Regions from separate parts of the Gossypium hirsutum genome. Here region 1 is linked to region 2. A link is a contact called in public Hi-C data. All regions are on one chromosome and are shown on one strand. Each heading gives the region's core, a stretch centred on a gene start, on an enhancer-like site or on the middle of the called end of the contact. The rest is flanking DNA. Distances are from core to core; before and after follow the strand shown.

Region 1 (3,132 bases), core at 573-3,072, 520 kb after region 2:
GTTACTTTTCCTTCAACCATATCTGGATAAGAAGTGCCCTTTAAACAATGTTAGTAACCAGAGAAGTCAAAAAGCAGGACTAACTGCTGAAATATGGATTAAAATAAAGAAAAGAGAGATGTTAATGCTAACTACAACATACATTAAAATGGGATCATAATGACAGATGTCTTTTTTTGGCATAACCTGCTGTTTGGAGAGAATTCTTCGCTGATAATGCATCTTTGTTTAGTTCACTGTTCAGCTTCAGCTTCAGTGAAGAAAACTTATTGCTATTTGAAGAGAGAAAATGAGAAGACACTGGTTTTAGAGTCAAGTTTGATGAAGATTTTGCCCCCAAGTGATCAGCCTCGTAGAAGGTGTGAAGCTCTTCTCTGCCGGATTCTCTGAATATGTCATAATTTCTAACTTTATCTTCTCCGATAAGGACAACAGCATCTTCTACTAGTACAGAAGAAGCACTAGACTTGGGTTCCACAGCTAGTCTAGGGTAATCAGCTTCAAATTCATTTACTCGTTCTTCCAAATGAAGTCCTGACCTTTGTGTTGCAAAGGTAAATGGCTGTCCTGCTCCTGATTCAAGCAGCACAGTAGGTTGAAGAGGTAGAACAGTAGTTCCAGATTCTTCAAGAACATCAGAATCATTAGCATTAAATGCAAGAAAATCAGCACCATTCGACTCTGATGCCTTAGTCAACATGGAATCACCATTCACCACAGCAGTTTCTTGCAAAAGCACCTCTTTACTTTCAGAAGCATCATTCACTTCCTTCATGTGCTCTGTCAAACCGCCATTTTCTTTTGCAAAAGTATCCCTTTGAAGATCCCCCGTTTCCAAAATCTGATGGTCAGCAGTCTGGATCACCACATCTTTTCCTTGTCGTTGTTGACGTAAGGCAGAACGTGACGAACCAGATACCTGTGCATGGGCATCATAATCGAAAAAGTTAGTCACGTCTAAAAAAACTCAACTAAATCCAAAGGCAACCCAAATTTCAGAATTTAGAGAATCCTAATATAGAAAGGAAAATCATCAGAATTACCATGAAATAAACAGTGCACCCAAGTTAGTTCTGCAACAATTATAATATAAGCATCAAGGCATATTAATTTATGATCAAAAACGTCTTCTGAATGTTTAAACCAACTTTCTCATTTTTAGCTGTGCATTCTCAAAAACTTCTTCTGAATGTTTAAACCAACTTTCTCATTTTTAGCTGCGCATTCACAACTCAAAATTTTCAAGCCTTCTCGGATAGTTCTTTCCATAATAACCATAATCCCAAGTCCCAACACTTGAATAATGAAAACCAGCTACTGAAAGAAGAACACAATTCAGCAGAACTTTAGCTAAACCAGACTTCAATTCAATCAGTTAAGTAAACTCACCTTTTTTGAAGTCTGACTCTTTCTAAAAAATTGATTATAGAAAGCAAGAGATAAAGCAGATAAAGCGGTTACACCGATGACAACGAAAACCAAATTGGAGTCGATAGAAGCTCTGGAAACAAAGCGGGGAGGTTGGAAGCGCAGAAAGGCCAAGTTTTTGCGTTTCTTTCGGAGGGAAGAAGCACCTCCGGGAGGCCAGAGGGAGTGAGTGAAACCAAGGAATTGTCGGCTGATTAGAGGACGGGTAGTGGAAGAGGAGAATGGGTAAGAAGGTAGGAAATTTGGGGTTTGGAATTTTGGAGACAAGAAGATTAAGTTGGAATCCATTGAAAGAAGCTCAAAGAAAAGAAAAGAGAGGATAGGGTGGCAAAAGAGAGAGGAGAGGAGCTTATCGAGTTCAACGAAATGAACGATGTTCTGTTTCAGTAGTTATTAGTGATCCACTACCGGATATTGTTGCTGACGTAGCAAAAAATGCCTCTCCTTTCTTTTCTTCAATTAAAATGTTATTTTGCAAAGGAAAAGAGAAAAACTAAAAAAGGTTAATTTCCAAGGTCAAATTCTGCTACTCACAGTTTTTATTCTTCAATTAGATAAATTTTAGTTATTTTATTTTGATTAATTTTAGTTTCTGTGGTTTTTTGAATTAATTATTTTTAATTTATGTATTTTGAAATTTTGAAATTTTAATACAGACTTAAATGATAGTAATCAAATTTATTTGGTTAAATTTTGTTATCAGTGATATACTATGTTTAAAGTTGGTTCATTTTCTTCAATTAAATCATTCTTAGTCTCTATATTTTTTGAATTTAAAAATTTTAATTTTAATACAAAAGATAACCTTTAATATATTAACTTACTTTCTATAAGCAATGTGTGAAAATAATAAACTGAAAAATAAATGTAACAAAACTTAATAAATTTAATAATTATTGTTGAAGTTTTGAAGCAATAAGAATGAAGTGCATAATATGCCATTATTTGTGATGCACATGTTGAGTTACTTCTATTCTTGTGAGGGAAGAATGTTGGAGACATTTATTATATTTTTGGCTTTGAGAATATGCCTAATTTTTTTACATAGAGTTATTGAGGTTATTACTTGCAAGATTGTTAATATAAATCTGCTTTTGCTGAATTATTATTATTAATTTTTAAAGTTTAAAGGAATTATCAATGTGTTAATCGTTAACGTATCATAATATTTTATTATTATTGATATTAAAATCTTTGTTGTGTTGATAGAGTTTGTCATTCACTATCTACGATGAGTGTTTTCTATTTTTTTCTCTCTGAATCGTATGGTTCATTCATTGAATTGAGAATAATTGACTTGAAATGTATATGAAAGTATGGACTAAATTAAGCTTGCCTGCTCCATATAATGAAATTATTTTAAACTTAATTCAAGTATTTATTGGGTGATATTTGACAAATTTAAGGGGCTAAATTATCAATAAATGCCAAAAATTTTTAAAATTTATCAGATTATGTCTTATTTTGGAAGAATTACAAGAATAGGCTAATTTTACGAAACGCTTTTAGCTGGAAGCTTTTTAGGTGAAATTCAGAAAAACGAGTCCAAGTGGAAATGTTGTCAAGTGATTTGCAAAAAACGCTTTCAACTAGAAGCGCTTTCTACCATATCAGCACTAAAAGTGAAAGCACCAATTTTTTTATTGGACTTTTTTTATAACGATAATATTTGTACAATAGTTTATAGTGTTTTATTTTGTTAGA
Region 2 (3,161 bases), core at 504-3,003:
ACACTTCTTTTCCGCCAATAGATAAAAACCTCACGCTCCAACTCTTTAATTTTTTAATAATTTTTTCTTTGATATTGTTAAAAGCATGCCTTTTGCGTCTCCCCATCATTGCTGGTAATCCCAAATATTTCTCGGGATTATTTGTAATTCAAACGCCAAAGATTCTCTCCACTTTCTCCCTATTGCTAAAACTTGTATTTTTGCTGAAGTAAATTAGGGTTTTATCAAAATTAATAACTTGGCACGATATATTTTCATAATCAGTTACCACAATATAATCAGTTACCACAGTTTTTATCGCTCTTGCACCTTCCTCTGTCGCTTCTCCAAACAGTATGCTATCATCCGCAAAAAATAAATGCGTGATTGCCAAACTACTTCTTCCTATCTTGGCTCCTTTAATAAAATCTGCACTTTTTTCCCTTGTGATCAGATTGGAGAAACCTTGTGCACATATAATAAATAGGGGATCCCCTGTCTTAATCCCTGACTAGGTTTAAATTCTTTTCCTTGTACCCCATTCAAAACCACTGAGTATGTCACTGTCGAAACACTTCATAATTAAAGTAATCCAACAATCACAGAAGCCCATTTTTTCCATAATTTTTTCAATGAAATTCCATTCAACCCTGTCGTACGCCTTACTCGTATCGATTTTTAAGGCAAATGATTCTGTCAATCCTTCCTTTTTCTTTTTGAACGAATGTAGAATTTCATATGTCACAAGAATATTGTCTGTGATCTATCTTCCTGAAATGAAGGCGCCTTGCTACTCATCAATACATGTATTCAGTACCTTCCTAAATCTATTGACCAATATCTTTGATATTATTTTGTAGAGCACATTACACAAACTGATCCGTCTGAATTGATTCATGTTGCTTGGTGAGTTTGTTTTGGGGATTAAAATAATATTTGTTCTATTAATTTCTTGCAGATCTTTCCTTTTAGCATATCTAAACAATAGTTGCAAATATCGTCCCCTATAATATATTTTTTTATAAAAAAAAAGCAGGAAAGCCATCTTTATGCTTTTAGCGGTGACATTGATTTCACAGCTTCAACAACTTCTTCATTTTGAAAATCCGCCATTAAATCTTCATTCAAAAAATCCGATATGCAAGGTTGACTACTTTCGAATATCCTATCACCTTCGCCTACTGCCTTAGATGTGAAAAGATCTTGAAAAAAAATGAGAAGCAATGTTAATAAGTTCAGATTCTTCATCCACCCATCTCCCATTAACGTCGTTAAGGCCTCTAATTGTGTTTTTCTACTTTCGCCCGTTTGCAGCCTTATGAAAAAAAGAAGTAATCTGATCGCCCAATTTAAGCCAATTGACTCTAATTGTGTTTTTAAAATCCGTGATTTGTGCTAAGACTTCATAGGTGGGATCATCTTCGTACAGCTCCAATTTAGAGAATAACCCTTGTTTTCTTCCTTCTCTCCATGCCTTGTTCTTGCTAGCCCATCTACTTAAATTAGTCCCAGGCATAGATAATTTCTCAGGAACGTCTCCCATACAGGCCTTCCAACCCTCAATCACTTGTTCTTCAAAATTTTCATCCAATACCCAATTAGCATTGAATCTGAAATAAAACGGTCTGGCAAGATTTCGTTCTTCAACTTTTCCTGTTGTATTAAGCATAATTGGACAATGATCAGAAAAACTATGTGGCCTATGCTCAATCGAGTATCCTGGAAAATGGTCCCACCATCCAGTATTTGCCACTCCCCTGTTGAGTCTCTCTCTAATGTTATTACTTGGTAGCCTTCCTCTTTTCCAAATAAACCACTGTTCTGAAAAACCTAAATCGCTTAAATCACATTCTCGTAAAACCTCTCGAAAAGCGCTCATTTGTCTTTTATCTCATACACGTCCCCCTTTCTTTTTCAAATGAAAACATTATCTCATTAAAATATCCCATCATGACCCATGGTGAATCATATTCCTTTTCAAGATGTCTTTTTAAATTTCATAAATCTTTTCTCAATCCTTCCACATGTACTCCATAAAAGCCAGTAAATCTCCATATTTTCTCTTCCAATTCTTTAAAGTTATGTGCACCTCCTCCTTCTAACCTAACAATAAGCCTCCTTTTGAACCATTTGCTCCTATATTAATTCCATTTCTAAAACCATAGTTTTTCCTTATTCTTTCCATTTTTCTTGTGTTTACTTTTGTTTCAATAAAAAACAAAATTTGGGGCCTATTTTGTCTCAGACTATGTTTGAGACGATGGATTACTCGTAATTACCCCAACCCGCAAACATTCCAACTTAGGATTTTCATTGCGGCCTTACTAGCAGCCGGCTCTAATTCATTATCTTTGTTGGAACTCACCAATTCATATGAGTTGATTTCTTCTTGACCTTCACAATGTAATCTTTGTCTTTTTTGGCATTCCCTTATCGCAAGCGGTCTGTCCTCTTCTTCTTGCACTACTTCTTTGCCTTTGATAGACACTCTTTCATTAATTAATGAATTAAAGAATTTTGCCCTAGATTGAACATTCCCCTTTCCAGTCATTCTATGATTTCCCAACTTGCTACCCCTGTTTTCCCATGGAGATTCATTTGATTGATTTCCCCTGTGTTGTTTGCAATTTGTTCTTTCCTCTACTTTGACCCCCTCTCTTGGTTCCTTTCGTAGCCATGGGCTTGTCATTTGCATCACTCTCTTTGATTGCGCCCTTAGCGAACTATCCCACCCGAACTCCACATTCTATTCTTCCATTGTTAATCGAACCGGGCAGAAGCCTTCCCTGTGCCCTAATCTTCCACAAAGGAAATAAAACATTGTAATTTTCTCATATTGAAATTGTGCGTAAACTGAATTATTCTTGTCAAAAATAACTTTTTTTCTTTCGTTTTAGGGGAACACGAACATTAAATTTCACTCTAATACGCATGAATTCCCCCCCTCTAGTAATCAAATTCGTATCATATTCTAAAAATTGACTGATTAAGTTCCTGAATTGATTTGTCATTCCTTCAGTCAAGAACCCTAATGGTAGGTTATGAACTTGCCCCCAAAAGATAGCATGGTTCAATGGAATTTGTAATGGATCCTCCCCCCTCTCCATCTTATTAAAAATAATTAGGTGCCTATTGAAAAACCAAGGCATTCCTTCCACCTCCCTTTGAAAATCAATCTGATT

What was found. Hi-C and Micro-C count contacts between places; a contact is called where the count stands out from the background.
Region 1: a contact with region 2 is called in a Hi-C map of leaf, with 1.8 times the contacts expected there. The contact joins the promoter of LOC107920542 here to the enhancer-like site in region 2. A contact is called at or near these places in 3 of 34 Hi-C or Micro-C datasets (hypocotyl and leaf).

Annotation. Positions count from the first base shown.
Region 1 is chrD13:25,080,845-25,083,976 of Gossypium_hirsutum_v2.1, forward strand. It overlaps LOC107920542 (pentatricopeptide repeat-containing protein MRL1, chloroplastic), which reads right to left and starts at 1,823. Exons shown (of 19, transcript XM_016850295.2): 1 at 1,390-1,823; 2 at 187-919; 3 at 1-22. The coding sequence starts at 1,716.
Region 2 is chrD13:24,560,213-24,563,373 of Gossypium_hirsutum_v2.1, forward strand. No RefSeq gene overlaps it. Among protein-coding and RNA genes, the nearest start is that of LOC107919549, 3.4 kb to the left of the region's middle. Within about 2 kb of position 1,754, at least 3 of the 9 cell types and tissues checked have an H3K27ac peak or open chromatin away from gene starts, as enhancers often do. A contact at or near this core is called in leaf, where this site is marked.